Regions from separate parts of the Mus musculus genome. Here all the other regions are linked to region 1. The links are chromatin contacts, called in public Hi-C and HiChIP or PLAC-seq maps. All regions are on one chromosome and are shown on one strand. Each heading gives the region's core, a stretch centred on a gene start, on an enhancer-like site or on the middle of the called end of the contact. The rest is flanking DNA. Distances are from core to core; before and after follow the strand shown.

Region 1 (3,832 bases), core at 570-3,069:
GTACTTACGTGTTGTCTGGTACACTGCACAAATGTGAAAAATGCTACTAGTCCATAAGGCTAAAGAGCATAATTTTAAGGCCTGGCTACCAGCTCCTATCATGTGTGCTCAAGGATGTGAACTCTTATAAAGAGGATTTTTTTTCTGGGAGAAATATGAAAGAAGGAATTGGTTTTCCTTGCCATGTACAACTGAGAACAAAAGTGGGAGGAAGGGAAGAAACAGGCGCACTTGCTGGGCTGTTCACCATCATCAATGCATATAAGAAACATCAAGGTGAGAACAAACAAGGTACTGCTGTGTGACGGGAGGCAGAAGTCAGCCACGGGAAGAGTCTGCCAATAGGGCTACGCATTAGCTACAAAGGGAAATTCAGAGCCTTGGCAGCAGAGAAGCCTGGCAGAAAGGACCTTAGGCAAATAGCTCACATCACCAGTAATGAGGGAAGCTGGCATTATGTGTATCCACCATAGTGCTTGAAAAGACACAGTAGCCCTTCCACGATGCTGGGGCTAGAAATGCGGGAGTTGAATCTGATCACAAGGCATCGTGGGGAAAACTGGCTTGAGGAAGAGTCTACAACATACCTCAATCTGTGTCCTTCCAAGGTAGTATTGTCGCAAAAGACAGGAAGCTTTTCTGAGCTTAAGGAGGCTAACGAAACTCAAGTTTAATGTGGGACTCAGCTCCTCATTTTGGCATGATTTGTGATTGGGACATTAGTAAAACTCACATGAAATTCACAGATTAAAGGAACAACTTACCTCGCTTTAATGGCTTAATTGGTTGCAATCCAAGAATTGAATGAATATATATATATATATATATATATATATATGTGTGTGTGTGTGTGTGTGTGTGTGTATATACATATATATACATGTGTATATATATATATATATATATATATATATATGTATGTATATACACACACACTTTTGGCACTATGTCTAAAATATATTTTATATATGATATATACATATATGCCATATATAGACACATATGTATATGATACACATTTTTAAAAAACTTGGTCAGTTGCATTGGGAAAATTACTTATACTGTCCTCTTGGTTTTATATTGTCAGTATCAACAAAAGGGGTATGGTGTAGAAACCCCTAACCCCCACTCTGACACACACACACACATCAAAGACCAGCACAAAGCATACCAGAGTGTGAGGCCTGAGCTGAGTTTCTGTAAACCCATATATGCCATATGTGTCTCACACCTTTCTCATTTATCTTCAAGGCTTCCAGTGTCCATGATAAGATGGCAATGATGCAACATGGACTCATTTACTCATTGATGCCGTCCCATAACGACCCATCCACACTAGCTAGGGCTTTTAAGATGTACCCCCTAGGACCCACATTCCACATCTCATCTTCATTCCTGACAGTACAGCAGAATATCCCCGCTACTGCTACACACCATGCTACCACAGGTCGATCATGAACAAGCCAGAAGACAGTTTGGCCCCTCGAACTATCAAACTCTTTGTTGACCTGGACTCTTCTTGTGAAATTTAGGTCACAGGGTCAGCACCTATCTGTCCTACATGCCAGACCAGGGACCCAGATTGTCTGTGGCACCTACACAAAGCACAGATAAAAACAAAATCAATCTAGATCAGACTGCTGCCATTTTGGAAATTCATGGGCTGGACCATCCCAGTGAACGGACACAATGTTGTCCTCCACACCCAAATGGACCCAAGAACTAAATTAGAAAATGGAGACAAAAAGTTGTTTCCTCCTCTTAGCCGATTAGGACAATCTAAGGAAAGTGCAAGAGCGCCCCCTGCTGCCAGTATTTGGAATTGTTTGATTCACCCTGAACATAGTTCAGCTTCAAGATGTGCAGCCTGGAGGCTTGAAATCAAGCCTCCTGCTCCCAGTGCGCACATTTTTCAAACACTACGCACACAGCTGCCCTTAAGCCAGTACTTAAGACTTCACCTGCATTATCTCGCTTCATCCCTTGAACAGTCTCAGGGCCTGGCAGAACAGCTACCATTGTGGCCTCTAACAGACAATTTAAAACCAGCCATGTAAGATGGTGTATAAAGTTGCTTACTCAAGGTCAGAGAGACTCTTTTTTTTTTTAAAGTAGCTCCATCTTTAAAATATGACATTCCTCCAAAGGATCTCTTCTAAATCCCCTTGCATACATAACAACCTAAGCTATATGCTGTATCTCCTAGGTGCACAGGACTGGGGAGTGAGAATGGGGTTCAAAAGCAATCCAATGATGTGTGCCTTTGTAAATCTATACATTCGTTAATGCTGTTATTTTCTCCCATGAATTAACAATTTTTACTCTTCTCTTGCTAACATGTACCAGGATAGAAATGAGTATGGTATATGTGTGTCTTTGTAAATCTATACATTCATTAATGCTGTTATTTTCTCCATGAATTAACAATTTTTACTCTTCTCTTGCTAACATGTACCAGGATAGAAATGAGTATGGTATATGTGTGTCTTTGTAAATCTATACATTCATTAATGTTGTTATTTTCTCCATGAATTAACAATTTTTACTCTTCTCTTGCTAACATGTACCAGGATAGAAATGAGTATGGTATATGTGTGTCTTTGTAAATCTATACATTCATTAATGCTGTTATTTTCTCCCATGAATTAACAATTTTTACTCTTCTCTTGCTAACATGTGCCAGGATAGAAATGAGTATGGTATCCGAATAAAAACTTCTGGATTACAAAGCGCATAGATCCTACTCCAAGGGGTTAAGGTTCTCAAGTGGGAAACAGAGAAATCCAGTGTGATAAAAGAGCTTCTCTTCAGGGACCAGTGGCTATGAAGAGTAAGATAAAAAGTCCTATAAGCGTTTGTACCAACTGAACGATCGTTTCCTCAGAGAAACTATAAAGCTATCCTCAGCCTTCCTCGTAATGTTGACATACAAGAGTGTGTTTCTCTGTTGAATATACAATGAAATACTGTTTGTTCAAATTTGTGTTCTTTCCGCTGGACCCTCAAATGGCAATTGAGAAATGGAGACAGATTTTGTTTTCCCAAGGTGGCCTGGTACAACTCCCAAAATGGAACTTTGTGTCGTTAGAACAGTTGAGAGGATCGTAGAAAGATGGACCCAAATATCAGCCAGAGAATTAGACCAGAAAATGGAACCAAAGTACCTGTCAGTCCAAGGATGTAGTGGCACTACGTGTACACCAACTGGGAATGTTGTGGTCCCAGGGGAATTAATATGAGAACCTATGATTACACACACGTGGCTCTTCTCAAGGGGGGTCTGGGATTGGTGGGAAACAATGGGTTTTCATGTCTAATAGTCTGAGTCCACAGTGGGAGACAGCTATTTCCCTAATCTTCCTGAGGTCATCTTTCTGCCTAAGGGTCATCTTTCCAGGTCAGATGATAGCTAAACTTGCCATCCCTTCAACATCAAGAACATAGAGTTTCAAAGGGTGAATTGCTGGGAGAAAAGGAAAAGTCAGGAAGACCAAAGGGAGACATTCAAGAGCTGGCATGCCACAGTCCCACACTTTTCTCAAATCCAGACTGTTCAATATCAAATTGTTGGCAGGCGGTTTGCATGGACTCTGCTCTGTGATAGCTGGGTACTACGTGAAAGAAAATGTCACTCTGTTGTGATGGGTTTAGACATCATGAAAGTTCAGAATACATAGACTCCAGGGAGTCTAAAGCTATCAGATACTGGTACTAGAACAAGGGAACGTACTGATGCGTATCTTAGGAGAAGACATGCATTGATCAGTTCAGTTTTAAAAGTGAATTTGAAAGAAATAGAAAAGGCACCATTCTTGCAATTTGAACATCAAGA
Region 2 (4,259 bases), core at 1,050-3,549, 1.0 Mb before region 1:
CCTTCTTACTGGTTGGGACATCTTCTGGATATATGCTCAGGAGAGGTATTGCAGAATCCTCCGGTAGTACTATGTCCAATTTTCTGAGGAACCACCAGACTGATTTCCAGAGTGGTTGTACAAGCTTGCAATCCCACCAACGATGGAGGAGTGTTTCTCTTTCTCCACATCCTCGCCAACATCTGCTGTCACCTGAGTTTTTGATCTTAGCCATTCTGACTGGAGTGAAGTAGAATCTCAGTGTTGTTTTGATTTGCATTTCCCTGATGATTAAGGATGTTGAACATTTTTTCAGGTGCTTCTCAGCCATTTGGTATTCCTCAGGTGAGAATTCTTTGTTCAGCTCTGAGCTCCATTTTTTAATGGGGTTATTTGATTTTCTGGAGTCCACCTTCTTGAGTTCTTTATATATATTGGATATTAGTCCCCTATCCGATTTGGGATAGGTAAAGATCCTTTCCCAATCTGTTGGTGGTCTTTTTGTCTTATTGACGGCGTCTTTTGCTTTGCAGAAGCTTTGCAATTTTATGAGGTCCCATTTATCGATTCTCGATCTTACAGCACAAGCCATTGCTGTTCTATTCAGGAATTTTTCCCCTGTACCCATATCTTTGAGGCTTTTCCCTACTTTCTCCTCTATAAGTTTCAGTGTCTCTGGTTTTATGTGGAGTTCCTTAATCCACTTAGATTTGACCTTAGTACAAGGGAGATAGAAATGGATCAATTTGCATTGTTCTACATGATAACCGCCAGTTGTGCCAGCACCATTTGTTGAAAATGCTGTCTTTTTTCCACTGGATGGTTTTAGCTCCCTTGTCAAAGATCAAGTGACCATAGGTGTGTGGGTTCATCTCTGGGTCTTCAATTCTGTTCCATTGGTCTACTTGAGTCTCACATTTCTTAATGAAATGTCACAAATATTTGTATATCATTTTTGTTACATTAGTATTATATATAATCTAGAGATATTTTAAGTTTGAAAGAGAATATGAAGAGTATATGTAGATGTTCATAGTGTGTGTGTGTGTGTGTGTGTGTGTGTGTGTGTGTGTGTGTGTGTGTAGGAGATTTGAATGTATGGCCTGGGAACCTATAGAGTATTCTAGAAACAATCCCCCATGGATGCTTCAAAGTCTTATGAACTAACATCTCTGAATGTCAAGAAAACTCAAAAACTTATTTGAGAAGAAAGACTGAATAATCAGTTATGTATTTGCTGAAGAAATGATAATGTTTTTCTCTGGGCAATTAGACTTAAGATCTCTAAGGTCTTACAAGTCCAGACATTTTAACCAAATAAGAATCCCTTGTTCTTAAAAATGGGGAATGACTGTAAAAATCTGAGAACATAACTCTTGCCACATTCTTTCTTGTGGCCTTTGTTAGTCTCAAAAGCTTTACATTGAATTAGATATTTGGTAAATAGTTCTTAATAAATATATATTTGTTGTTAAATGCCAACATACGGTCAATGTCTATATAGCTTTTATAAAATAGGCAAAGTATTAATTTTATCATACAGGTAATAAGATTTAGTCAGAGGGAATTCAAATATACAGGCATAAGTGGGCACTGGGTACATGGTGATACTTTAGTTACCCTACCATAGTGACTCCTCTTAATTTCCTCTTAACTTAATTTCCTCTAGTGTGTTGGGCTTGACAGTCACAGCTGTCAGGAATATGAAGATTTTTGTTGTTCTTGTTTATCATGAGCCACGTTTGCTGCTTTAACCCTTTACACTCTTATAACACCAAGACAAATGGCTGACCCTGACAAGCACTTGTCAAGTAAATATCAATGAGAAACGTATAAAACCACTTAGTGGGCTCACAGGAGTTTCCCTAAGTGAATCAGAGGAAACAGAGAAAGGGACATCTAGCTGCCCATTAGCACACACTTTGAAGAGTCACAGATGTGATACCTTATAAAGTAGATTTGCATTCATTAAAGGTCACTTTCTGCTGAGTATTTGCACTTAACATGTAAGACATGAGAAGGCCTCTCTACCTCGTTCCTCCAATTTGTCTGCTCCATGATCAATATTGAAGTCTAGACAAAGACAACTGTAGGAACTTATCACTGCTTAATTCTCCATAAGATTGACTGGACTTCCTGGACATCTGGAGTTAGCAGCAGTGAGCTGTGTGCAGGAGTGACAAATGTCCTTATGACACATGAAGATTCAGTTATGGAACAGAATGCTTCCTGTTATTTTTATTGGCCATTCTACTGAGATCTTCCAGAGAGAAGTTTGTTTCTTACCAAATAAAAGAAATGCTACAGGGCTGAGTCATGGAGTTCAGTTCTTGAGAAAAGTCAGGGATGCATTTATCACATCACACTCTGTTAATGGTCTTGAAGCATCCTCTTCCTGCTAGGATCCCCATCTTCCATGGAGCCCCTTGCCTTCCATCTAAAATGCTGCTCAGTTTCTGTCATGTGTGGTAAAGTTATCTTTATGCTAGAGGTTTACGAAACCCCCTGGGATAGTCTCTGTGGAAAAACACAGCCAAGTTGTCCATTCTGCCTCCTGATTCTTACACATCCCTTACTATAGTTTCTTTTAAACATAGGGCTTCAAGAGGCCCAGGATCTACCCATTCCTTAAACTGTAGCCTGATGATGATCATTTACCCTTGATTCTCCTGCCTCTATCACCTACTAACTGCTGGAATTATAGATGTGTACCACCAAGCACAAGTGTCTCTTGTTTTGTCTATAGTACCTGTAAATGTGCCTCCATGTCACCTTTACTAAGTTTTAATTTAGAGCTAGGTTTTACATATTTAATTTCTTTCCCTCTTAATATTAATTTCTGTATTTGTGCAGACTAGTTTCTTTGGGCCCCATCTTAAGTACATATGGATATTTCTCTTATTTAGTAAAAGTGTATTTATAATTGCCTATATTTCAGACATTGTTCTAGCTAACCTTTTGCAGATACAATGCAATGAGAGGGAAATCTCTTTCATGGATCTGTTGATTTATTTGCAGGAGAAAAAATAAGCATATGAATTAAATAAGCAAGATAAGAAGCTTAAAGATAGACCTCTGTGGTGGGCATCAGTGGAGCAGAGAGTTGACCAGCAAAAGAGAACGTGATCAGGTAAATAAAGGATAAAAATCTAAAGGGCAAAGGCAAGGCAAATGAAATCAAGGAGAAAGAACTTGCTTTCCATGTTTGAAGAAATTTATGAGGCCAATATGGCACAGCCAGGAGTAGGAGAGAAGCTGGAGTTGTAACTCAGGGTTCTGATCTGATTCAACTATGTAAATTCCCTGAATCTTGTCCAAGGCTACACAACAATGAAACAGGAAAGTTCACTTTCAAAGCCAGGCAAGCCTGAGATTCTTCCTCAAATTTCATCATTTTCAAATGGTATAAGTAGATTAATATCTTTCATGTAAAGTAGATAGACCATTGCCTATGTGGTTTGAGTATGAGTGTTCTCCATAGGCTCATGTGTTGAATCCTAGATCCTTGGCTGATGGAGTTACTGTGGGAAGTGGTAGAGACTTAGGAGGTGAGGTATAGCTAGGGCAAGGTCACTTAGAATGAGACCTTGGGGGTATCTTGTTCCTGGACCCTTTCTGTCTACTCCTCTGCTTCTTGCCTTTTGTAAGGTTGCATTGCTGCCACAAATGACAGTTCCCACGATATCTTCTTATGTGTGTGGGGCTATAAGGCTGTGTGAATTTCTGAAACTGTGGGTCAAATGAATATTTTCTCCCTTAAGGTATTAATGTTAATCATACTATTATAATGACAAAGAAGATAGCTACTTTGTTGCCAAGAGAAGCAAAAAAACAAAAACGCACACAAAGGACACACATACACACAAAGACATACAAACCCATGCACACATCTATGCATACATGCACATGCATACAAGCATACATGTGCACATTCACATTCATGTACATAAACTGTCATATTCTCTTCAAGCTCTTATGCAAAAATACAATAGTTTGCGTGATTTAAAGAACATAAGTTTATTTTTCATACGTCTTAAGGCAGGTAGATCCAAGATCAGTTTGCTCTACCCAAGTAGGGATGAATTCCTGCTCTGCAAATTGACACATTTCCTGTTCTCTTTATATCTTCAGTTGTGGAGAGAAGAAAAACAGAAAGCAGGAACTTACATATCTTTATGGAAGGGCACTAATTTCTTTCCTGAGGGCTCTACTTTCATGAATGTTCTGATCTCAAGATTGTACTAGCTATCAAAGAATCAACTTCTTAATGTCATTAAAGT
Region 3 (4,243 bases), core at 1,718-4,217, 1.3 Mb before region 1:
TACATGGGGTCTACAGTGATAGCATTCTGTCTTGGGACTCATGTTCTCCATCTTTTTGGAGTTCACGGCAAACCCACAGTCTCAGCTTTCAGCAGCTTTTGTATACTTTTGGAAGTTTGAAAGGTTTTCCCTGTTTTAAGCCACTATTTGTCTCCTGATAATGGATAGAAAGTCCAGTAGAGTTAATCTCAGCTTTCTTCCACCTGATAACCTTTCTAATACTACAAACTAGCTTTCAGGTAACATGGGACCTGGGACATTCTTAGGCTCCAATGGCACTTGGCAGTACAGAGGGCTTCTAGGACTCATCCTGACTTCAGGAGGAACTTGGCTTGACACTGGGGGTCTTGTGAACCTATCTTGTTACAGCTTAACTTTCAATTTAAATACTAACCATACGAACTAACTCCACTGGAATTTATAAAGCATATTAGCTTTCATAATTTTGCTATGTCTTTACATTGACTGGCTGAGATTGTCCAGAACAACTTATTATTTTGAGTTTGTTTTCAAGTACAGGGAAGCTCAGAGTAGTGATTTGCCCAAGTGGCTCAGCTACTCTCACCGAGTTGAAACTCTGTGGATGCTGATGCAATCATACCCACTGTTTTCTCTATGTTACTTGTCTCATATCCATCCATCAGGCTTTTCCAGAACTTGTTTATTGGTCTTCCCTGAAAAGTCATCTCATGCCACATTGATTTTATTAGGTCAATCCCTCTTCCTCAAACCATAAATCACAAGCTCAATCTCCAAACCTCTAGAATGTCCTTCAGTTCTTTAATATTATCTTCTTGCTTGAGCTTTAGGAAACATGAGGTAAATGGATGAAACATAGAGAACATACTATAGTGACAATATGCTGGTTGATTGATTGTCAGGGAAATTTGGGAACAGGATGAGAATGGGGGATGGGCGGCTACCATGAGTTGGAGATCCCTGAGATACAATTCAACACCATACATGTCCTTAGAACAGTATTCTCAACCTTCCTAATCCTGAGCCCCTTTCATACCGTTCCTCATGTTATGAACATAAACCATAAAGCTATTTTTGTTGCTACTTCAGAACTTTAATTTTGCTTCTTTTATGAATCATGATATAAATATCTGATATGAAAGATGGTCATAGTTAATCCCTGTGAAAGAGGCATTCAACCCTCAAAGGGGTCATAACCCTCAGGTTGAGCACTGTGGATTTAGAGTGTCAAAAGGATCTATGGAGGATGTTATACAAGAGAAAATGCACCATGACAGTAAATATGGGAAACCATAAAGAATTTTGCATTGTTGGAGCACAAGGTACAAAAGGAGACTTCAGGAAGGATGTGTGGGAGGAAGGCCAGGTTCTGGAAGTTGTCACATGAAAGATTTTGGACTTTATCCCGAAGGCTGAAATGAGCCAAATTGAATTTGAAGTAGTCCAGTGCCCACTGAATTGGGCATCTGTTGGGAAGAGCCAACCAATGGAAGCTCTAGGGAGGGTAGTCTGGAGGTGGAGGTGAGGAAGGAGGTGAAGACTGATGGAAGGGAGCCACTGTGGTTGTAGGCAATGTAAACACACTTGAGTGGCTCAGATGAGAGAAAATAGATGACAGTGACAATAACCATAATAATGGAAGGATTTTTAGATACTTTCAGGAAGGAAGATAAACAGACTGAATGATTAGGTGACTGTTGGTAGAGGAGCAAGCGTCCTATAATGCTTGCAGGAATTTCTAGATGGGCTGGAAGATGCTGTCTTATCCATTGCCATTGCCATTCCTGTACTGAGAGGATAAGGTTTTGTAAAGGGAAAGCAAGCTGATTTACTGGCAATGTCTTTCTATTATTTTTGTGTAGTATTCAAGATGGCTGATTAGCCACTTATGGTTGTTTCTTCTTCTTCTTCTTCTTCTTCTTCTTCTTCTTCTTCTTCTTCTTCTTCTTCTTCTTCTTCTTCTTCTTCTTCTTCTTCTTCTTCTTCCTCCTCCTCCTCCTCCTCCTCCTCCTCCTCCTCCTCCTCCTCCTCCTCCTCCTCCTCCTTCTTCTTCACAGGCACTCTATAGACATCCTTGTACTTAGGTGTGATTGTGGAATCAACTCTAAGGGAAAAGCTATTTTCACTTTCAAACCCAGGCTATACATACTTCTGTTTGCTTTTATGTGATCTGCCTTTGAAAGGCTGGATTTGTCGAAAGACATTGTGTGAGTTTGGTTTTGTCATGGAATACTTTGGTTTCTCCATCTATGGTAATCGAGAATTTTGCTGGGTATAGTAGCCTGGGCTGGCATTTGTGTTGTTCTGCCAGTCTGATGAGCATAGACTTGGGAGGAAAGGAAATTCCCTATTCACTGTGTGGACAAAAGCTAGCCACCAATTTAGGAATAGAAACTTCAGACATTATAGTAGCAAGTGATTTGCTTTTATGATGTTTGTTACAGCAATCAGCTACCTGTGCATGATTGATGTACCCTTCTTGTTTCAGAGAGGAAAGACGGTGAAGCATAGCTGATAAATGTTAGGTCCAGACCCATTACGTCTCATCCATAAATGAGACTTCTTAACTTGTATTCTCCGAGAGAGAGAGAGAGAGAGAGAGAGAGAGAGAGAGAGAGAGAGAGAGAGAGAGAGAGAGAGAGAATGAAGTTAGTTGGTTTTCTTTTTTTTTTTTTTGGTCAGTATATTTTCTTCTAGGCACAAATACACAGAGGTCTAAGCAATCCATCCAGTTTGGAAGGAGATAGATTCCCACTCTCCACTTCTCTGCTCCTTAGAAAATAAGATGATTTTGGGGAAGAGAAAGAAGTTATCAGAAGACAACTGAGACAATTCAATTAAGTAAACTTTTACTGGTTCCAAGTTAGCTTTGGTACATATCAGATGCCAGAGTGAGCCTTGGGCTGTATTTGGACAGGAGAGTGTTGAGCCAACCCAGGCTCCTCCTTTTTAACACCATGCCATCCTCCCGTTGCCCTGCCTCTCATTTCCTTTCCATTTCACTATGCTTCAGCCATACTAGCCTTCTTTCTGTTCCTCAAATGCTGTGGCGTTTCTTCCTATCTTGGGGAAGTCACAAGTGCTGTTTCATCCCTTGGGAATGAATACCCACCCCTTCAGTTGCTAATCCTTATGCTTCCTTTTCCTCATCCTTATGCTTGCTCTTAAGTATCTTTTTATCAGTAATGGGCTCCTTGACCCCCGACCTTGAGATATACCCTGATACGCCCACATATTTCATTCTGGACTTCTCCTTTGTGGCAGTCCTCTGACCTGTGATTGTGTAATCTTTTGCCCTGTGCCCTGCTCTATCCAATAGAGTGTCAGGTTTTCTTTTCTTTTCTTTTTTTCTTTTTTCTTTTGTGTTTTTTTGTTTTGTTTTGTTTTGTTTTGTTTTGTTTTGTTTTGTTTGAGACAGGGTTCCTCTGTACAGTCCTGTCTGTCCTAGAACTCACTTTGTAGACCAAGCTGACCTCAAACTCAGATATCTGCCTGCCTCTGCCTCCGAAGTGCTGGGATTAAAGACATGCACCACCACCGCCTGGCCTGAGTGTCAGCTTTTCAAGGGCAAGGATCATGCTGGAGTATTCTTTCTGCCAAGAGACCTGAGCATAACACCCCAAATAGTGGGTAAGCAGGAAGCAAATATTTTTTTTTCTTGACAAAAATAATATTTTTAAAGTAAGCCATTTTCCAAGTGGCTTTATGAAAAACAAACTAGACACTGTGAAATTCTGAAATAAATCATCCACTATGTAGTTAGATACTTAGATAAATCTAAACCAGAATGTGAGAAGCATATAGTTTCTCCTGGCTGTGTTGTCAGTACTGAGGACATCATTGGTCCCTGAACTCTACTGGGGACTTTTTCTTGGGTGCTTTCATGATGGTGACTTGATGTGGCAGTGTAACTTGGTTCTGAAAGAGGGAGAAAGAATAGTAGAGTTTCAATTGGTAACTCCCTCCTTTAGTAGCTAAGCCAGTTTGGGAGATATCAAGCCTTGGCTTCCTTCCTTGAAAATGGAGAGCTTATCTTTCCAGAGTTTACGAATAGGCTATTTGCAAGACACACATGTGCACATGTGGATGTCTATGTCTCATAGGAAGTTTGGCACTTAGCAGGGACTCAGGAAAGTTTAATAGACCATTGACTATGAGGGTCAGGTTCAGATGCTGAGTCATAACGCACGTGAACTGACCGGTCTGAAGCTGTTAACGAGGCACATGAGTGCTTTATCCTTTACTAGTGAATGAAGATACTGAT
Region 4 (3,773 bases), core at 1,083-3,582, 1.3 Mb before region 1:
AGAGCCATCCCCAGCATCATGTAAACCAGGTATGGTAGCTCATATCTTTAATTTTAGCATCCAGGGGATACAGGCATGAGAGTTTAGAAATTTAAGGTCAAGCTCAGCTACAGTGAAAATTTGAGGTCAACCTGGGCTGGGACCATAATCTCCTCAAAAATAATTAGTGATATCCCAGAACTTATTTCCAAGCACTTTGAGGAACAGGATTTGAAGGTTTTTTTGTTTTTGTTTTTGTTTTTTGTTTTTTTGGTTTTTTTTGGTTATTGGAATGGAGAGTCAGAATTAACATCCTCTTAGCTCTAGTGGATGGTACTAGTTTCAATTGAAGCTTTCAGGCCAGCCGCAGTATGGTTGTCTACCTGGAAATTTGTTAGAAAATAGCATGTTTGAAAATTCTTTTAGATTTTGCATGGTCAGGGTCCATCTCTTTGATTAGTCCATCCTCCATGTGACTGTGATGCAAGCCAATGATTGAGAAGCTAGCTTAAGACAGGGGTCAACAGGCATTGTAAGACAAAAAGTGAGTCAGTGATTTTAATCTTTATCATTATTCTAGCCATTCAACATTGCTACTGTTGTTCCAGAAGCTATGGGCATAAGCAAATATATGTCTCATGTTCTAATAAAACTTTATTTAAAAGTAATCATGAAGTTGGCTAAGATCTTAGTTGGTTAACCTCTGTTCTTAAGAATTACAACTGTCAGCTTTTGCTATGTAACCAATCACTATGTGAGTGGGTTTCTAGCAGAATTACATCTGTGACTGACTAATACAATCTAGGATTGTCTGAAGAAAAGGAATGGGGAACTATGGACCACATCTTAAGTCCAACTGCATTGTAATAGACATGTGGCAAAGAGAAAAGCATCAGGGCAAAAAAGAGATGACTGGGGATACCATTCTATTGTAGAATGGCTGGATGCTATGAATGTGCTTAGGAGATTAGACATGTGGCCAGTGCCTTGTACATGCGGATTACTGCTACTCGCAGTATGGTTATTAATCATTCTTTTGCTTGATTTCACAAGTCAGGGCCAGGTATTGGGTGTAATTGTTTATTCTTTCTGAAAGGCTGTTACCAACATCCTCAGAGATGGGTGTCATTCACCATTAGCACTTGTGACAACAGGCATAGGGAGTCATTGGTACTAGCAGCCTGCCTTGGTCATAGAACAGTTTGTTCTTGGTGCTGTGGGCTATTTGTTCAGAGGAAGCCCTGGGACAGGTTTGTTATTACATGATCACTTGCTTTTTATAAGCAGGTAAATCATACTGACAGTTTACACTGAATACAGACGGAGAACTCCAATCCTGGCTTGAAAGAAGATGCCTTGCTTTAGTGGAGCTCAAACAATAGACCTCCAAAGTTAATGAGAGTATAGTTGTGGCACCTTTTAGGAGAACAAAGTGAAGGAGGATGGAGCAGATTGGTCCTTGGTGATTTATTTTTATAGGCAGTGGATAACTTGCAAGGACCATTCTGTGTGTAGTCTACCATTCTACCTCCATTCTTTTTCTGGTAGTGCCAGGATGCTTTCTGGGAACCACTTATATCAGAGTCACCTGGGAACTTAGTAACACAAGCACATTTATGGTCTAATGCTCATAGACTCTGGTTAGTGAGGGTGACCTGTGACTTCCTTGTTTTAAAAGCTTTTTGATACTTGTGATGCGCAGTGCCATGTAGGTGGCACTCATCTCTTATTTGTACATTCAGACATATAATTACATGATTGCTTGGCAACTGGGCTTCATGCAGAGTTGATCAAAACTGGAGAGTTCTGAATCCTCAGCTCTTAAAGGGCCAGTGCCAGGCCTTATTTATCCTCATGTTTGTGACAAGGTGTCTTGGTACATGTGAAGCCCTCTGTCTTACAGGACTGGAGATGGGACCCAAGAAAGTGGAATGATTCACTTGTGGCTATGCTGCTAATACAGTGCAGAGTCTCACTCTGCCTCTCCACTCTTTACACTCTGGCCTTCCCAAGCTGCTTCTCGGGACAGGATCCCATGTGTGAATTATATCTGATGTGTTAGACTTTGTGCTGAGTTATTTAAGCATGTGATTGCCTTTTAATCTTTATTGAGTATGACTTGTTAAAAATCACATTATCTACTCTGCTTTATAGAAAAGGAAATGTGCAGAAAAGGCATGTAACTGGTGAAGGTAGAATGCAATTAAAAACAAGGTTTCTTTCGTGGACATTGAGATCAGAGGACATGTGAGATATTCATGGAGCACTAACGATATTGGGGTATAAATAACCACCACTTCCCTGAGGGTTCCTCAGTGCACATGTTGTCATTGCACTCATTGTCACATGGTGCTCTTCAGTGACATAGTGGAAGTCAAATCTTGGTGGAACTGGGCAGCAGACCCGTGATCATTGGATGGACCCTGTTGCAATCCCCAGTAAGTCCTTTGGGAAATCTCCATGGGAACTTACTCAGAACGTAAATGAAAGGTCTAAAATAGATGCCAGAACTTCCCCCATCCTGGGCACCCCTTCCTCAATTCTTCCCTTATCTTCCCTCCCTTCCCTTCTCCTCTGAGTTGGTGGGGGTCCCTTGGGTATGCCCCCATCCTGGAGATGCCAGGACTTTTTATCTTCAAGTGGTATTGTTTTCTAACCTGTGAGGAGGCCCTAGCAGATACCTGGGTCTGACTACTTCTCAGATAAAAGGTCACTGATGCTCGTGTATGTAAGATGAAGGGGCTTATGTTATTGTTGATACAACATAGACACATGAGTTCTTAAAAGTTATAGTCATCTGTGTAATAAACTGCATATATTTGAAGTGTATAGTTTGATAAGTTTTGACATGTGGATGCATCCATGTAATTAAGATAATGATTATATCTATCTACCCACAAAGGACTTTTTGTAATTCTTTTCTCTGGCTCTTCCTTAACTACATTCTGCTTTTTTTTCAAGGTGTTTATAATTTGTTTTCTATTTTTTTTTTTTACTATATGTAATTGTTTTTTATGTATCATTTAATCCTTTTTATTCCTTGATGAAATCCCATGTTTTAGATGTACGTGGTTTGTGTATCCACTTACGAATTGAAAGTTATTTTATTGGACTCAATAGATATAAAATTCTACTAACTTATATTACTGAAATAAAGAGAACACTGAAAATTACCATATTTTCCACATTACTCTATGAAAGTATATATAAAGATAAAGACAACTAGTATAGAAAATAACAACTTTCCTTAAATTTTCATCATTCCATAATTATGACTAAACTAGTAAAAATTAGTAAAATCTAACTTTGCAGTGTAATCATTATAGTCAAACTTTCCACATCATTTATAGTTAGACAAATCAGCTTGTATCACACTTATTAATTCATCTTCTCTCTTAATAACGATCCAGGAGAGAAACAAATCTCACAGAACTGTACTGATGGAATAGTAGGAAAGATTTTAAAGCAGTTACAAGAATTTTAGGATATTGACCTTTATCTAAAATGAAGCAAACAATATCACATGTTCAGGATTTATTTTTATCAGAGTTCTATTCTAATAATTTACTTTGTAGAATTACCATTAAGTATGAATGATTTTTAATAAAAGACACATATTCTACATTTAACACTTTCGGCTTTCAGTTGGAAAACTAATCATAAGATATGCTCTCATAACGGACCCTGAAATGCTCAGTCAGCAGGCGCCTTTGAGTCTGTATAGTGTGAACCTATGTCTGACTTACTGAGTATACACAAGTCTTTCTTGGGCACCTGCTCACATTTTTCTTGTG
Region 5 (4,175 bases), core at 1,472-3,971, 1.6 Mb before region 1:
TCTTCCTCTCTCTTCTCTTCCTCTCTCTTCTCTTCCTCTTCCTCCATTTCTTCCTCCTTTCCCTCTCTCTTCCTCTTCTTCCCCTCTCTTCCTCCTCTCTCCTCCTCTTCTTCCTCCAACTCTTCCTCCTCTTCCTCTCTTCTCCTTCTCTTCTTCCTTCATCTCTTCCTCCTCTCCCTCTCCCTCTCCCCTCCTCCTCCTTCTGGCTTTCTCTGTACAAACTAGTCTGGCTTTGAACCCAGACATCTACCTACCTCTGCTTCCCAAGTTCTGGGATTAAAGGCATGAAGCTTTACAACCTCCATTTTGTAACATAATAAAAATAAGTTTTCTTTAAGAAAAAAGAACAAAGAAACAAAGCTGGTCTTTAATCCCAGCACTTGGGAGGCAGAGACAGGCAGATATCTGAGTTCCAGGTCAGCCTGGTCTACAAAGTGAGTTCCAGGACAGCTAGAGCTACACAGAGAAACCTGTCTCGAAAAACAAAAAACAAAAAACAAAAAACAAAAAACAAAAAACAAAAAAAAAAAAACAAAAGGAAAAGATAAAATTAGAAACATATATTATAATGTTTGTTTTAGATAGTAGTGCTATTAAAAATACTTTCTTCTGTGAAATTTTGCTGGAATATTTTCTTTCTTTCTTTCTTTTTCTTTTTTTTTCTTTCTTTCTTTTCTTTTTTCTTTTTTTCTTTTTTTTTTTTTTTTGACAGGGTTTCTCTGTATAGCCCTGGCTGTCCTGGAACTCATTTTGTAGACCAGGCTGGCCTGGACCTCAGAAATCCACCTGTCTCTGTCTCCCAAGTGCTGGGATTAAAGGTGTGGGCCACCATGCCCGGCACTGGAAAAATTTTTAAACATCCCATAAAAGGAAGCCCCACTCCCCAAAGTAACAACCTGGACAGAAAGCCTTCGAAGAGAATGCTTTAAAAAATGTGGTAAGAATGCTGAAGTGTAGCTCTCCACAACTTATGGCTTCTGGAGGGGGTCGGGTAGGTGGGGAAGGAATCAGTTTTCTTTAAGGAGCTGGCTGGTCCCTAGGAGTGTGGCCATACTCCAGTGGCTCTATGACTTTCCAGTGGTGGTGGTGGTGGTGGTGGTGGTAGGGATGTTCACAAAGGTGGGGAGGACTGACATGGGAGGATCGGGATAAGAGTGCTATTAGAGTGTATTATGTGAAATTCCCAAATGATATTTTTATATTATATCGGGGGAAAATATTAGCCTAAAATTAGCGCAGCAAAATTTAGTCCCAGGGAAGGGCAAACTGGGTCGAGACTAAAGCTGAATGAACCTGGGTGAAGGTCTTCAGCCGTTGGGAGGTCTAGTGTACAGGACTAACTGGAAGGAGCAGGTGGCATCTTCAGGGATTTGTTACTGAAGTTGTCTTTAAAACTGGGCCTCTGAGAGCCTGTGGTTGCTTCTCCCCAAGGTCGCAGCAGGTGGTTTGGGAAATGTCTGACACATCGAAAGCACATACAGACATAGAATTCAGAACCCTCTTCACTCTCTAGCACAAGAAGGAGATAATCTGAAGGAGATAATCGGAAGATCTGTTCGGTCACTCTCAGGGTGGAAACCAACCACACACAGCGCGATTATCCGTGCATATCGCACTGGCACACACGAGTATGGTAAATTTTCTCTTCAACAGAGACATCTTCATGTGGCTAAGAAGTAATGAAAGTGAAGACATTGAAGGGGGAACGTAGAGGGAGGGAGGAGATAAAGACTCTCTGAGAGATTGAAATAAAGTGAGGTATAGTGTGCTGAGAGAAGAGTGGACCCGCGTTACTTTCCGCGATCCTGGTATCACCTAGTTATGCAACCCGCTTTCCACAGGACTCCGGTTTCCCTCTAGGATCTGAGTCTACCTCATCTTTCATTCCCCTTTCTGGTTGTAGCACGTTGCCGCGCTTGACTAAATGGTACTAGAGACGTGCACCTGTTCGGTGCTGGATTGAATACAGCGAAAAGAATATCGTGGTATACGCGTGCCTTTCACACCAGCCTTCGTTCTTTGCAGAGGCTTTTGCACATTTGAGAGGTTAGTGTAATACCCTGTACGGACCAAGAATGGAGGATGCTGCAGACAGGTGGTCCTCTCTCAGCTAGAGTTTGCTTAGTACGTCCTTCTCTCCAGAACCACAGATGATGGATGGTACCCAGGACTGCTCTCAGATGAGAGTTCTGAAATAGAACAGATTCGGGGGGGTCTTCTGTAGGAACTACTGACCTATTTTCTGAGCAGTTTGGTCCTTTTAATTCACTGGAGTCTCCTTCCCTATCCGAAAAGTGGGAAGACTGCTAAGCTTCAAGGTGAAGGGGGATGGGATGTCTACCTTAAAAAGGAATAGTGTGGGGGAGGGGAGGGTGGGGAGGGGAGGTGGGAAAGCTAGTTGACCTCGCCTGGGCATAGCCCCAGGCTGTGTGGGACCTATGTAGGACCTAGGTTTGAGTGCAGCTAGAACCTCCCAGCCCAGGACTGACAGAGTGTGCTCTCTACTAGGGCCATCTGGGCATTAAGCAGCCTCAGTGGCACGCCACCTCCATGCGGTTCTCCTCTCAGGCTTGATGCCCCTTCATTGCCTAGGGCAGCAGGCAGAGGGGCGAGCTGGATCCCTCAGGTCAGAAACCTCCAGACACCAGGAGATCGGGGACACACGCGGCCTGCCCGGTGGCGCGCGCTTCTCCCCCTCCCCCGCGGCCGGGAGCGAGCCGCCGTGACGTCACGGGCCACCCGCCAGCCCCGCGCTCTACCAGGCAGAGCGCGTGTGGCCGCCGAGCACATGGACCCACTGGTCAAGCGGGCTCGGCAAGGCCAGGATGAAGAGAAGCTACGAACTTAGCATTCCCAGAGCCCCCCGAGTGGATATCCGCGTGGAAAGGATGTTGGCAGCCCCGGTGACCTCGGAGTCACGGCTGGATCCACCCTCTTGTAAGTTCCAAGTTTATCCCCTGGAAACTCTGGAGCCCAGGGATGCAGAGTCTGGATAGAGGAAAGTGGCTTTTGCATTCCCACGAGCGCGTGTTAACCTTGCACTTTTCCTCATCACTAGACTCGAGATTGCCAGAGAGTTTGGGTGTGGGTGAGAAGTGTGGGTGCGAGGGAGATTTCCCAGGATGGCCTCTACATAGAGGTAATTCTGGATTTATGCACTTGATCAAGAGCCCATTTCCTCAGGTCTAAAAGAGAGAGACGCCCCCTGCAATCAGCGCAGATTTGGGGCCGCTGATGTGGTTTGGAGGCCTCATTTACGAAACTGGAAGTCTGAGTCTAGTCTAGTGATGCTCCCTCCATCCTTGGCCAGCCCTCCTCCGAGACACCCCCTCGGGGCAGAAAGAAGGTGATCTCCTAAAACTCCCTGTGTCAGGAAACTTTCTGTGCTTTTGTATTGCGTTCCTGTGTTCGTGGAAGGCCCCCACGCCTTCATCCTTGCTAATTCTTTTTGGATAGCTTGTTGCTTTAACTAGATTGGCCCTTTCTTGGCTAGTATTTTCTGCTGTACCTATGAGTGGTGTGGGAGAACTGTGCAGACTTCCAGGAAGCGCAGCCATGAAGCTACATGTGCCTATGTGTAGACACATCATGGATTTTCTTACTAGTTTACTAGTGGGTGATAATCTGTCCTTTTGAGCTCTCCAGAACGTTCTAGAAGCTTAAGGAGAGAAATCACTTAAGAGAGTATAGGGAGAAGTGAGGTTTTTGTTTCCTTTCTGCTCTTGTGTTTTTAAGGGGTTGTTGTCATTTGACCTAGAGAAAGCCAAATGTGTGTGTGTGTGTGTGTGTGTGTGTGTGTGTGTGTGTGTGTGCCTGCCTGCTTGCCTGTCTGTCTGTCTGTTTGTCTGTCTGTGTGTCTGTGTGTTGGGGAGGGCTAAGGATGCAGGTCTCTGTTGAAGTGCATGTGGTAGGATGTTGCAGGCCTGTTTTGCATATGGGCAGTGACAAGTTTGGGCTTGTTCACTTGCACAGTCCTATGGTCATAGCTAGTCCTTCTTAAAGCTCTAGCCAGTGGGAAAGCGTTTGTGTTTCTATCCTTGGAGCTCCAAGTGGGACTTCTTAAAAGATTTAGAAGGAGCAAAGCTGTCAGGAAATCAGAAACGTCACATGGACTCCATGACTGGGAAAAACCTCGTGGTGGCCTGCTCTCAGTGCTTGGATGTGTGCTAGTTACA
Region 6 (3,819 bases), core at 1,215-3,714, 1.3 Mb before region 1:
CACATAGGGCAGATATGGGCTCAACTGAGAGACTCTGTCTCAAAAGATAAGGTGGAGAGTGATCAAGAAGGACTCTCAACATTAACCTAGGGCCTAATCATGCAGATGGCACCGTTTCTTGGCTTTAGTTCCAGGCCTGTTTAGCAGCGGAGAAGTTGAGTTGACCAATCATACATGTATTCATTCCCTTCCTGCCCTTGACTAGCTGCTTAGAAGTTCCTGCTGCCTTGACTGGTTCACTGGCCTAGAAGTGAAAGCTGGAATACTACCATCCTCCTCTGAGTTTCTTTGGTGATCCCATCACCAGGAGCAAAGCAGAATAGTGGGGATAACAGTTTCCTAGGAAATGCTGGAGAGGCATTTCACACGGGAGGAACCCAACATGGAAAATCTAAGAAGAAGGACAAGATCGTCCCAGGAGGAAGCCTTGACTTACCCAAGGTCATATATGATGGGTATGAGTGAACTCCAGAAGTGACACTTCTTCTGTTGACGCCACATTTTGATTCTTCCTTAAATATAGTGACTATGTCACATAGTCTACAACCAACACTGTGCTGGGATCTGCCAATGTCAGTGGGATTATGAGCCTGTCTTCTGACCTCATGCTTCTCTACTTCCTCCAGAGTTTGAGACTATAAAGGTCACCTTTACATTCTATGTCTTTCGTCTTCCTGAGCTTGACCCTCTGCTTCGGAAGACGCATGCTTAAGCTTGCCTAGAAACCCTCATTGCACAGCCCTTTAGTTGCCCCTTCTGTATGACTCTCTTTGTAGACAAAACCACAAACCCCGATGGGCAATTAGAGATTTTCAGTGGCAGCAATTTGGGATGATTTTGGCTAATTGCTGTCCTGTGTGAAAGAGTGGACATCGTCTTTGACAGCTGGCCTGAGCAGTCAGCAGTGTGTGAGGAGAGTTTCTCTTCTGACTTTGAAAGTGGTGGTGGGGGCAGGGTGGGCAGTGACCTGCTGTAGTCAGTCAGAAATGTTGTGTCTGCCTTTAGCCCTGCACTGGCAAACCCCTGAGCTCTGGCAGACACTGCACAGATTAAATAGGCTTTAGAGTATGCAGAGTTATATTCTCACTCACAGTTTAGCAAGTTTAACAAGGGTTGCTACTTTGTCTCAGCTGAACTGGGAGGATCCCTAGACAAGAAAAGGATGGGGAGTTTGATGACCTCATTATTTACTCTCCTAACGTTTGTTGGGAGTAAATTGTGTGGCCCCTTACTTCCCTCTCTCCCTCCTTCCTTGTTTTCTCCCTTCTTCCCTTCCTTCTCTTTTCTCTTTTCTTTTCTTTTCGTTTCTTTTCTTTTCTTTTCTTTTCTTTTCTTTTCTTTTCTTTTCTTTTCTTTTCTTTTCTTTTCTTTTCTTCTCTCTCTCTCTCTCTCTCTCTCTCTCTCTCTCTCTCTCTCTCTCTCTCTCTTCCTCCCTTCCTTCCTTCCTTCCTTCCTTGCTTCCTTGCTTCCTTGCTTCCTTGCTTCCTTCCTTTCAGTTATACTTTTCTGCTTCAGACAACCAAGCACACCACCAGAGAAAGAGGAAATCAGTTTCCATTCTTACTTTCTTCTAAGGGTAAAAGAATGCACTGGTTTCCTCCCATGGGATCCCTTTCCATCTCTGCCAGGGTCATCAGTGGGGTGGTGTTAAGTGCTGTGCGAAGGCTGGGAAGGTTCTTGTTGCCACACTCTCTGCCTGTGGTTTGTGTCACCTCTGGGCACTGTCCTTGTTCTCCTGAAAGCCGTGGTGTTTACAGTGAATGCAGCATGCTGGGATCACACTGTGAAGCTGTAGGGGGTGTCTGAGTTCACATGTCCTGCATTCCAGGCAAATGTTTTTAATATTGAGCAATGCTATGGTTTGCCAGGGTGAGGTCTGTGCTATTGGAATGCCACCGAAAAGGAAAGTCCCGGACAGATAGTGACTCAAATCATCTCCTCCACTCACAATCCTCGGGGCTTTAATTCCTACTCAATTCCCTCATGATAAATACAGCTCCGTGTGCTTACTGACCGCACCGCTCTTATTGGTTCTGATAAGTACAACTTTCCAAGAGATAGGGACGCAAATTGTCATATTTTGTTGAGTCATGTGTGCTCAGCAACTCTTTCCCAAACATTGCATCAGTAATTGGCAGCTCCCTGGTCTCTGCTGTATGACACTCTATGCCCAGGAAAAGCTCTATCCATTTCATGAAAGAAAGAAAGAAAGAAAGAAAGAAAGAAAGAAAGAAAGAAAGAAAGAAAGAAAGAGAGGAAGGAAGGAAGAAAGGTCTCTCTCTGCCTGGCTGTGATAGCCTGCTCTTAAGGAAGCTGAACCCCCAAGGGAGCAAAGACAAACTGCATTTTCAGATAAGTTAGAAAACTATGGCTATTTTACTTTCCACCTCCACTGGTCTCCTAGCAACAAGACAGCTGATGACTTCTACCAGGAAAAGGAAGCCTGGAACTTGGGGGAGCCCGTCTGAATTCTTGCTCGCAGTCTGATTTATTTGAAGCTTGGCTGCATTCTTGGGTGTGGAGACCCAGAAGTCCAGTCATCGGGGCATTCCCTGACCTTCACTTGACCTCCATCAATGCACAGATAGAGGGAAAACAGATGAGAGGTGCTTTCACAAGATTTCTTTCACAAGAATCTGCTTGGTGGGGAACAGATATTTCCTTTGATTTGAGGAAGGGCAGTCGAAAGCCTGCCTGTGACATGGAATGAAATCTCAGAAAAAGCAAGGAGCTAAGTGGGTATCAGAAACCAGGGGTCCTACTGGTGTCAATCTCTCCCTGAGGAGTTCAGGCAGGGAGTTCTTGTGCCCTTGTTCTTACATAGTGTTGATATTCTCAACTATAAAGTAAGGGGATTGAAACAGATGTCCTTTCAGGGTTGTAGGCCTCTATGTGTTCTTAAATAGTTTCCCAAATATACCATTATATCATCAGCCTTTCTGATTGTCTGTCTGTCTGTCTGTCTGTCTCTCTCTCTGTCTCTCTCTCTGTCTCTCTCTCTCTCTCTCTCTCTCTCTCTCACACACACACACACACACACACACACACACAGAGAGTCACTACATGTTGAGCAAGAATCCAAACTCAGGTGTGGCTCCTACCCTATTCATACAGCAGCAGCTATGTGGCTGACATCCGTGTCTTGTTAGATGGTTTTACTATCAACCGCTATTAGCCTGTGGAAGTAGAACTGGGAGATTCTTTTAACAGAGACTTAAGTTGTACTCTGCCTTTTAACATCTGGTAGACTTAGAAATAGGAATAAGAGCCTTTGAGTAGTTGCTACAATGTGGATTAGGAACCAGTGAAATGATGTGCATACTCAGTGCCTGTTCCATAGTAAGAGCTCAGTAAACAAGGAAGGGAGCTGGAAAGACAGACAGACAGACAGACACACACACAGATTTGTTCTAGGTCCCTGGAGTGTAGGGACTTGTCCTAATTGTCCCCTCACCTTGATATATTGTGTGGCACACAGATCAGAACTAACTTCTTTAGCCCAACATATTCAGCGCGCACACACACACACACACACACACACACTTGCACACACACAGGTACACACAGAGTTGTTCACACATAAATACACACTCATATACTCATGTACACACAGTCACATCCACACCCACATAGGCATATACATGCACACCTGCACAGGTATGCTAAAGAGTAATGAACACACCCAGTCTTGCCAGAACTTTTAAGCAAGGGCCTGAATTTTATAGCCACACTGCACAGCTAAAGTAACTGTCAGATGATCTAACAGTGATTGATATTTCATATACCACTTAGAATTGTTCTTCAATAATTCCTGGAATA
Region 7 (4,083 bases), core at 468-2,967, 1.3 Mb before region 1:
GTATTGCAGTGAATATTTTGGGTACAGATATTTTCTCTTCTTTCATACCATGTCCTTAATGCCTGGTGCAAATAAATGAGAACCAACAAGAATTTTAACCTAATTTCAGGGCATGGCTGGCCAATCCATAAATGGCTATTAGCCATTCATATCCTTCCATATTAGTCTTTGTAGCAGCTCCTTTTCTGGACTGTGGACTAGATACAGTGTGTCATTTTTTAGTCAATAGAATTAAGCAAAGATGTTTGGTGTCTTAGTTAATGTTTTCATTACTGTGAAAAGATACCATGACCAAAGCAACTCTTAAAAATGAACGCATATAATTGGGGCTGACTTACAGTTTCAGAGGCTTAGTCCATTATCATGATGGTAGAACAATGGCACTGTACAGACAGACATGGTGCTGGAGAAGGAGCTGAGAGTTCTACATCTTGATTCAAAGACAATAGGAGACTGTGTTCCACACTGGTTGTAGCTTAAGCATAGGAGAGCTCAAAGCCCACCCACACAGTGACACACTTTTTTAGCAAGATGACACCTACTCCAAAAAGGCCACACCTTCTAATAGAGCCAATATTCCCTATGGGCCAAATATTCAAACACATGAGTCTATGGGGGCACATACCTATTTAAAGCACTACAATTTGATATAAGGTTTTTGGGTTTTTTGTTTGTTTTGTTTTGTTTTTCAAGACAGGGTTTCTCTGTGTAGCCCTGGCTGTCCTGAAACTCACCCTGTAGACCAGGCTGATCTTGAACTCAGAAATCCACCTGCCTCTGCCTCCCAAGTGCTGGGATTAAAGGCATGTGCCACCACTGCCCAGCTTGATATAAGTTTTTGATACAGGATCTCATATAGTCATGGGTTGGTCTCTCATTCCTGATCTTCCACTTTTACCTCCGTGGTGCTAAGGTTAGATGTGTGCAGCAGTCCAGTGGTTTTTGGATGTCATTTTTAAGTAGGTTATTAAAAGGCTAATGGTTGTATGTTGGACCTCCCTTTCTGTTTCTCCGCCCAGAGAATCAATTTGCCACCATGTCATATTTCTCTTGAGAAATCCATGTGATATGGCACATGCACCAGCAATGAGGAGTGTGTATGAGCCACCAGCAGCTGCAGGGCTGGCTTCTCACTAGAGCTTCTGATGACTCTTAATCATGTGTTTATTGTACCTATTTATGTGGAGCCACAGATGCCTACTGAACAAGGCCTAGATTTTTGATACAGAGCTCGTGAGGGATAAGGACGTGATTTGCTAAGACAGTACTCTTAGGAGTCATTTAATACATAGGCAGAAGTAAATAACATATGATCTTATGCACAACAATATGAATGTTTAATTGTTTATGTTTTACTATTAATCACATTGAAATTGAATTAAGTAAAGAAAGCTGATAAATTATGTTTGTATTTAATCATTCTTTCTAAAAGCCTTGCTTACATTGTGAAACAGTACCACATATCAAAAAAAAAAAAGTACAAGCACAGATGTGTAACCAGAAGAATATAAGCAAACATTGAGATTTTCGTTTTATTAATTTTCTTTAGAAATGAACTCAGTCTGTAGCAACATCGGAAATCATTTCATCTTCAAATAGAGAATGACAAGAAAGCTAAATAGATGCACCATTTTGGGATAGTCTATGAATTAGAGTATAAATCATTGTGAAATATTACTATGTATTTTTCTTTAACAAACTAAAGAGGAAATTCTCAGTCAGCATTAGTCATCAGGAGGAAGTCTAGAAATTATGCCACAGAGAGTCATATGTAATCTGTGGGACAGAGTGGAGCCTCAGAAACAAATTCATGAATGGATGAATAGACCTGGAGTTTAAACATGGGATAGGAGGCTTTTCACAGAACATGGGAATAGATGTTTGCCATATTCGTTTCTTAGTTCTCCCTTTTTCATCATTAAGTGGGAAGTATGTTTTTTAAAGTACAGGGTTTAAAAGAATTGGTATGGTTTTGATAAAGCCCCTTCCCTTTAGACTTCAGTTACTGGCAAGCAATAATTCTGGTTTTAAGTTAACATCAAATAGTGACCTACCACTTCATTAAGATTCACTATATACTGAGACAATTGTTTTATTTTTTTGATAAAAATGTTTATTGTGGCAACATAAAATACCAAAAATGTTACCACCTTCAAGACTTCCAGTGCAGTGATTGAGATATCAACCTATCCGTAAAATCTTCAACCTATATAGTTTGTCCTGCCTTCAAGATATGCTAGGGTAAAAGAGGCACAGAAATTGTGATAGTAGCTAGCCAATGACTGGTCCAGCTCAAGACCCATAAGATGAGAAGGAGCTCACCCCTGGCACTGCCTGGAGGAACAGGAACTAGAGATTAGGCAGCCCAGAGACCTAGGATAGAACCAAACACAACTGGCACAAAAAAAAAAGTCAATGAAATGATTGCTAATGATAGATTTTTGGCTATTCTTGTAGACAGGAGCTTAGCATGTAATCATCAGAGAGCATTTGTCCATAACTGATGGAAACAGGTACAGATACCCCAAATCAAACATTAGATAGGGAATCCTGAGGATGATGAGGAGGAAGGATTGTAGGACCCAGAAAGGTCAAGGACAATACACACACACACACACACACACACACACACACACACACACACACACACACACACATCACCACCACCACCACCACCAGAAAAACCACACAAGCAGAATCAATGACCCTTTTCTCCTGGGGCCTCACAGAGACTGAACCAATAATCAGAAAGCCTGCATGGGTCTGAATAGGCCCTCTGCATATATCTTATGGTTATTTAGCTTAGTCTTCTTGTGGGACTCCTAACAGTGGGAGTGGAGGCTGTCTCTGACTCTTTCGCCTGCTACTGGGACCATTTTCCTTCTTCTGAGTTTTCTTATCCAGCCCTAATATGGGGGGGGGGGTGCCTAGTCTTATTGCAGAATTGACATACCATATTTGGTTGATACCTCTGGGATACCTGCCCTTTTCTGGAGCGAAACAGAGGAGGAGTGGATGGGTGTTGGTATTTGGGGGGAAATACTGGGAGGAAAGAAGGGAAGGGAAACTGCTATTGGAATGTAATATATTAGAGAAGAATAAGAACAAAAGAAATTATATAAGTTGCCATCCTAACCACATTTTTGTTATGGTAACCATTACATTTGCTCACTGCTATTAATTGTATCCATACTCTTGAATTAGCACTGTTGTTCATTTCCAAAAACTATTTCATTTTGAAGAACTGAAACTTTATGCCCGTTAAACAACAACCTTGTTCTCCCCCAGTAGACCCTGAAAATCACTATTCTATTTTACATCTCTGTGGATTTAACTGTTGTAAAATGGTGAGCATGGCAAATTTACTTTAGGTGTCTCACACACGTGGAATTATTCAGCATATGTCTTTGTGACTGGCTGAACATGTTACACTATCCACAGGGTTCATCTATGTTTTAGCACATACAAAATTTTCCTCCTCTTATTTTTTTTTAAAGTTGTTCTTAAGAACTTAAACATGACTGTGCTGAGAGGTCAATCAATATGTGACAGAGTGGTCCTCCACTGGACCATTTGCATGGAGTGGATGAACAGGGAGGCCTGTGAAAAGGACACAGTGCTAACTCTGCTGTTTCCATCTTAAAATCCCAAACTCTTTTATTTAGCTGGCTATGGAGATGGCCAGAAGAACAGATAAAGACAGGTACTGCTTACTGAGTGGCTCATGTGGGTTAGCGACTGAAACCATTCTAGTGCAGAACAGTGCAGTGTCAGATGCTCAGCCCACATGTCTCCCAAACACTCTCCTCCACTTTTTAATAAGGAAATTGAATCTCGAGCTCACATCTGGTTAAAAAAGTCCTGGACACACACCTTTTATGCCAAGCCTCAGGTGACCGGGACAAGTGAGTTCATAGAGAATTTCAGGCCGGCCAGGGTTACATAGAACCCATCAAACAATGAAAAACAAAAACAAAGGGCATTTTCCCTTTCCCAAAGAAGATAGCAAGAAATGGCTTCTAAGTTATGATGTCATGAAGTAGCCACAAGATAATTATTTGAGTACTCGACTATTCTACATTT

The links. A called contact is a pair of places that touch in the nucleus more often than the background predicts. HiChIP or PLAC-seq counts read pairs in DNA pulled down with a chosen protein or histone mark.
Region 2: a contact with region 1 is called in a Hi-C map of the N1E-115 cell line, with 4 times the contacts expected there. The contact joins two enhancer-like sites. A contact is called at or near these places in 1 of 15 datasets of contacts at CTCF or cohesin (large pre-B cells), 2 of 484 Hi-C or Micro-C datasets (the AML12 cell line and the N1E-115 cell line) and 4 of 115 datasets of contacts at active chromatin or transcription factors (acute myeloid leukemia, embryonic stem cells and large pre-B cells).
Region 3: a contact with region 1 is called in a Hi-C map of the N1E-115 cell line, with 20 times the contacts expected there. The contact joins two enhancer-like sites. A contact is called at or near these places in 2 of 15 datasets of contacts at CTCF or cohesin (large pre-B cells and pro-B cells), 9 of 484 Hi-C or Micro-C datasets (the HL-1 cell line, the N1E-115 cell line, bone marrow-derived macrophages and 3 more) and 2 of 115 datasets of contacts at active chromatin or transcription factors (CD8 T cells and acute myeloid leukemia).
Region 4: a Hi-C map of bone marrow-derived macrophages shows a contact between it and region 1, with 9 read pairs. The contact joins two enhancer-like sites. A contact is called at or near these places in 8 of 484 Hi-C or Micro-C datasets (the AML12 cell line, the Ba/F3 cell line, the C2C12 cell line and 4 more) and 5 of 115 datasets of contacts at active chromatin or transcription factors (the NIH/3T3 cell line, T-cell acute lymphoblastic leukemia, embryonic stem cells and 2 more).
Region 5: an H3K4me3 HiChIP or PLAC-seq map of bone marrow-derived macrophages shows a contact between it and region 1, with 11 times the contacts expected there. The contact joins the promoter of Pvt1 here to the enhancer-like site in region 1. A contact is called at or near these places in 1 of 39 promoter capture datasets (the SN4741 cell line), 1 of 15 datasets of contacts at CTCF or cohesin (the NIH/3T3 cell line), 2 of 484 Hi-C or Micro-C datasets (embryonic fibroblasts and myeloid progenitors), 8 of 115 datasets of contacts at active chromatin or transcription factors (the 230-238 cell line, the NIH/3T3 cell line, acute myeloid leukemia and 5 more) and 1 of 9 other capture datasets (embryonic stem cells).
Region 6: a Hi-C map of the C2C12 cell line shows a contact between it and region 1, with 5 times the contacts expected there. The contact joins two enhancer-like sites. A contact is called at or near these places in 2 of 15 datasets of contacts at CTCF or cohesin (the NIH/3T3 cell line and large pre-B cells), 16 of 484 Hi-C or Micro-C datasets (the AML12 cell line, B cells, the Ba/F3 cell line and 9 more) and 9 of 115 datasets of contacts at active chromatin or transcription factors (the NIH/3T3 cell line, T-cell acute lymphoblastic leukemia, acute myeloid leukemia and 6 more).
Region 7: a Hi-C map of bone marrow-derived macrophages shows a contact between it and region 1, with 12 read pairs. The contact joins two enhancer-like sites. A contact is called at or near these places in 2 of 15 datasets of contacts at CTCF or cohesin (large pre-B cells and pro-B cells), 3 of 484 Hi-C or Micro-C datasets (the C2C12 cell line and bone marrow-derived macrophages) and 4 of 115 datasets of contacts at active chromatin or transcription factors (CD8 T cells, T-cell acute lymphoblastic leukemia, acute myeloid leukemia and 1 more).

Annotation. Positions count from the first base shown.
Region 1 is chr15:63,650,927-63,654,758 of GRCm38.p6, forward strand. No RefSeq gene overlaps it. Among named protein-coding and RNA genes, the nearest start is that of 4930449C09Rik, 66 kb to the right of the region's middle. Within about 2 kb of position 1,820, at least 38 of the 459 cell types and tissues checked have an H3K27ac peak or open chromatin away from gene starts, as enhancers often do. A contact at or near this core is called in the Ba/F3 cell line, the C2C12 cell line, the G1E-ER4 cell line and 6 more, where this site is marked.
Region 2 is chr15:62,626,967-62,631,225 of GRCm38.p6, forward strand. No RefSeq gene overlaps it. Among named protein-coding and RNA genes, the nearest start is that of Gm41333, 40 kb to the right of the region's middle. Within about 2 kb of position 2,300, at least 10 of the 459 cell types and tissues checked have an H3K27ac peak or open chromatin away from gene starts, as enhancers often do. A contact at or near this core is called in the N1E-115 cell line, where this site is marked.
Region 3 is chr15:62,398,179-62,402,421 of GRCm38.p6, forward strand. No RefSeq gene overlaps it. Among named protein-coding and RNA genes, the nearest start is that of Gm41333, 270 kb to the right of the region's middle. Within about 2 kb of position 2,968, at least 23 of the 459 cell types and tissues checked have an H3K27ac peak or open chromatin away from gene starts, as enhancers often do. A contact at or near this core is called in the N1E-115 cell line and bone marrow-derived macrophages, where this site is marked.
Region 4 is chr15:62,308,684-62,312,456 of GRCm38.p6, forward strand. No RefSeq gene overlaps it. Among named protein-coding and RNA genes, the nearest start is that of Pvt1, 270 kb to the left of the region's middle. Within about 2 kb of position 2,333, at least 2 of the 459 cell types and tissues checked have an H3K27ac peak or open chromatin away from gene starts, as enhancers often do. A contact at or near this core is called in bone marrow-derived macrophages, where this site is marked.
Region 5 is chr15:62,035,265-62,039,439 of GRCm38.p6, forward strand. Pvt1 (Pvt1 oncogene) reads left to right here and starts at 2,722. Exons shown (of 5, transcript NR_132747.1): 1 at 2,722-2,937.
Region 6 is chr15:62,326,702-62,330,520 of GRCm38.p6, forward strand. No RefSeq gene overlaps it. Among named protein-coding and RNA genes, the nearest start is that of Pvt1, 290 kb to the left of the region's middle. Within about 2 kb of position 2,465, at least 149 of the 459 cell types and tissues checked have an H3K27ac peak or open chromatin away from gene starts, as enhancers often do. A contact at or near this core is called in the Ba/F3 cell line, the C2C12 cell line, the G1E-ER4 cell line and 3 more, where this site is marked.
Region 7 is chr15:62,380,699-62,384,781 of GRCm38.p6, forward strand. No RefSeq gene overlaps it. Among named protein-coding and RNA genes, the nearest start is that of Gm41333, 290 kb to the right of the region's middle. Within about 2 kb of position 1,718, at least 20 of the 459 cell types and tissues checked have an H3K27ac peak or open chromatin away from gene starts, as enhancers often do. A contact at or near this core is called in the C2C12 cell line and bone marrow-derived macrophages, where this site is marked.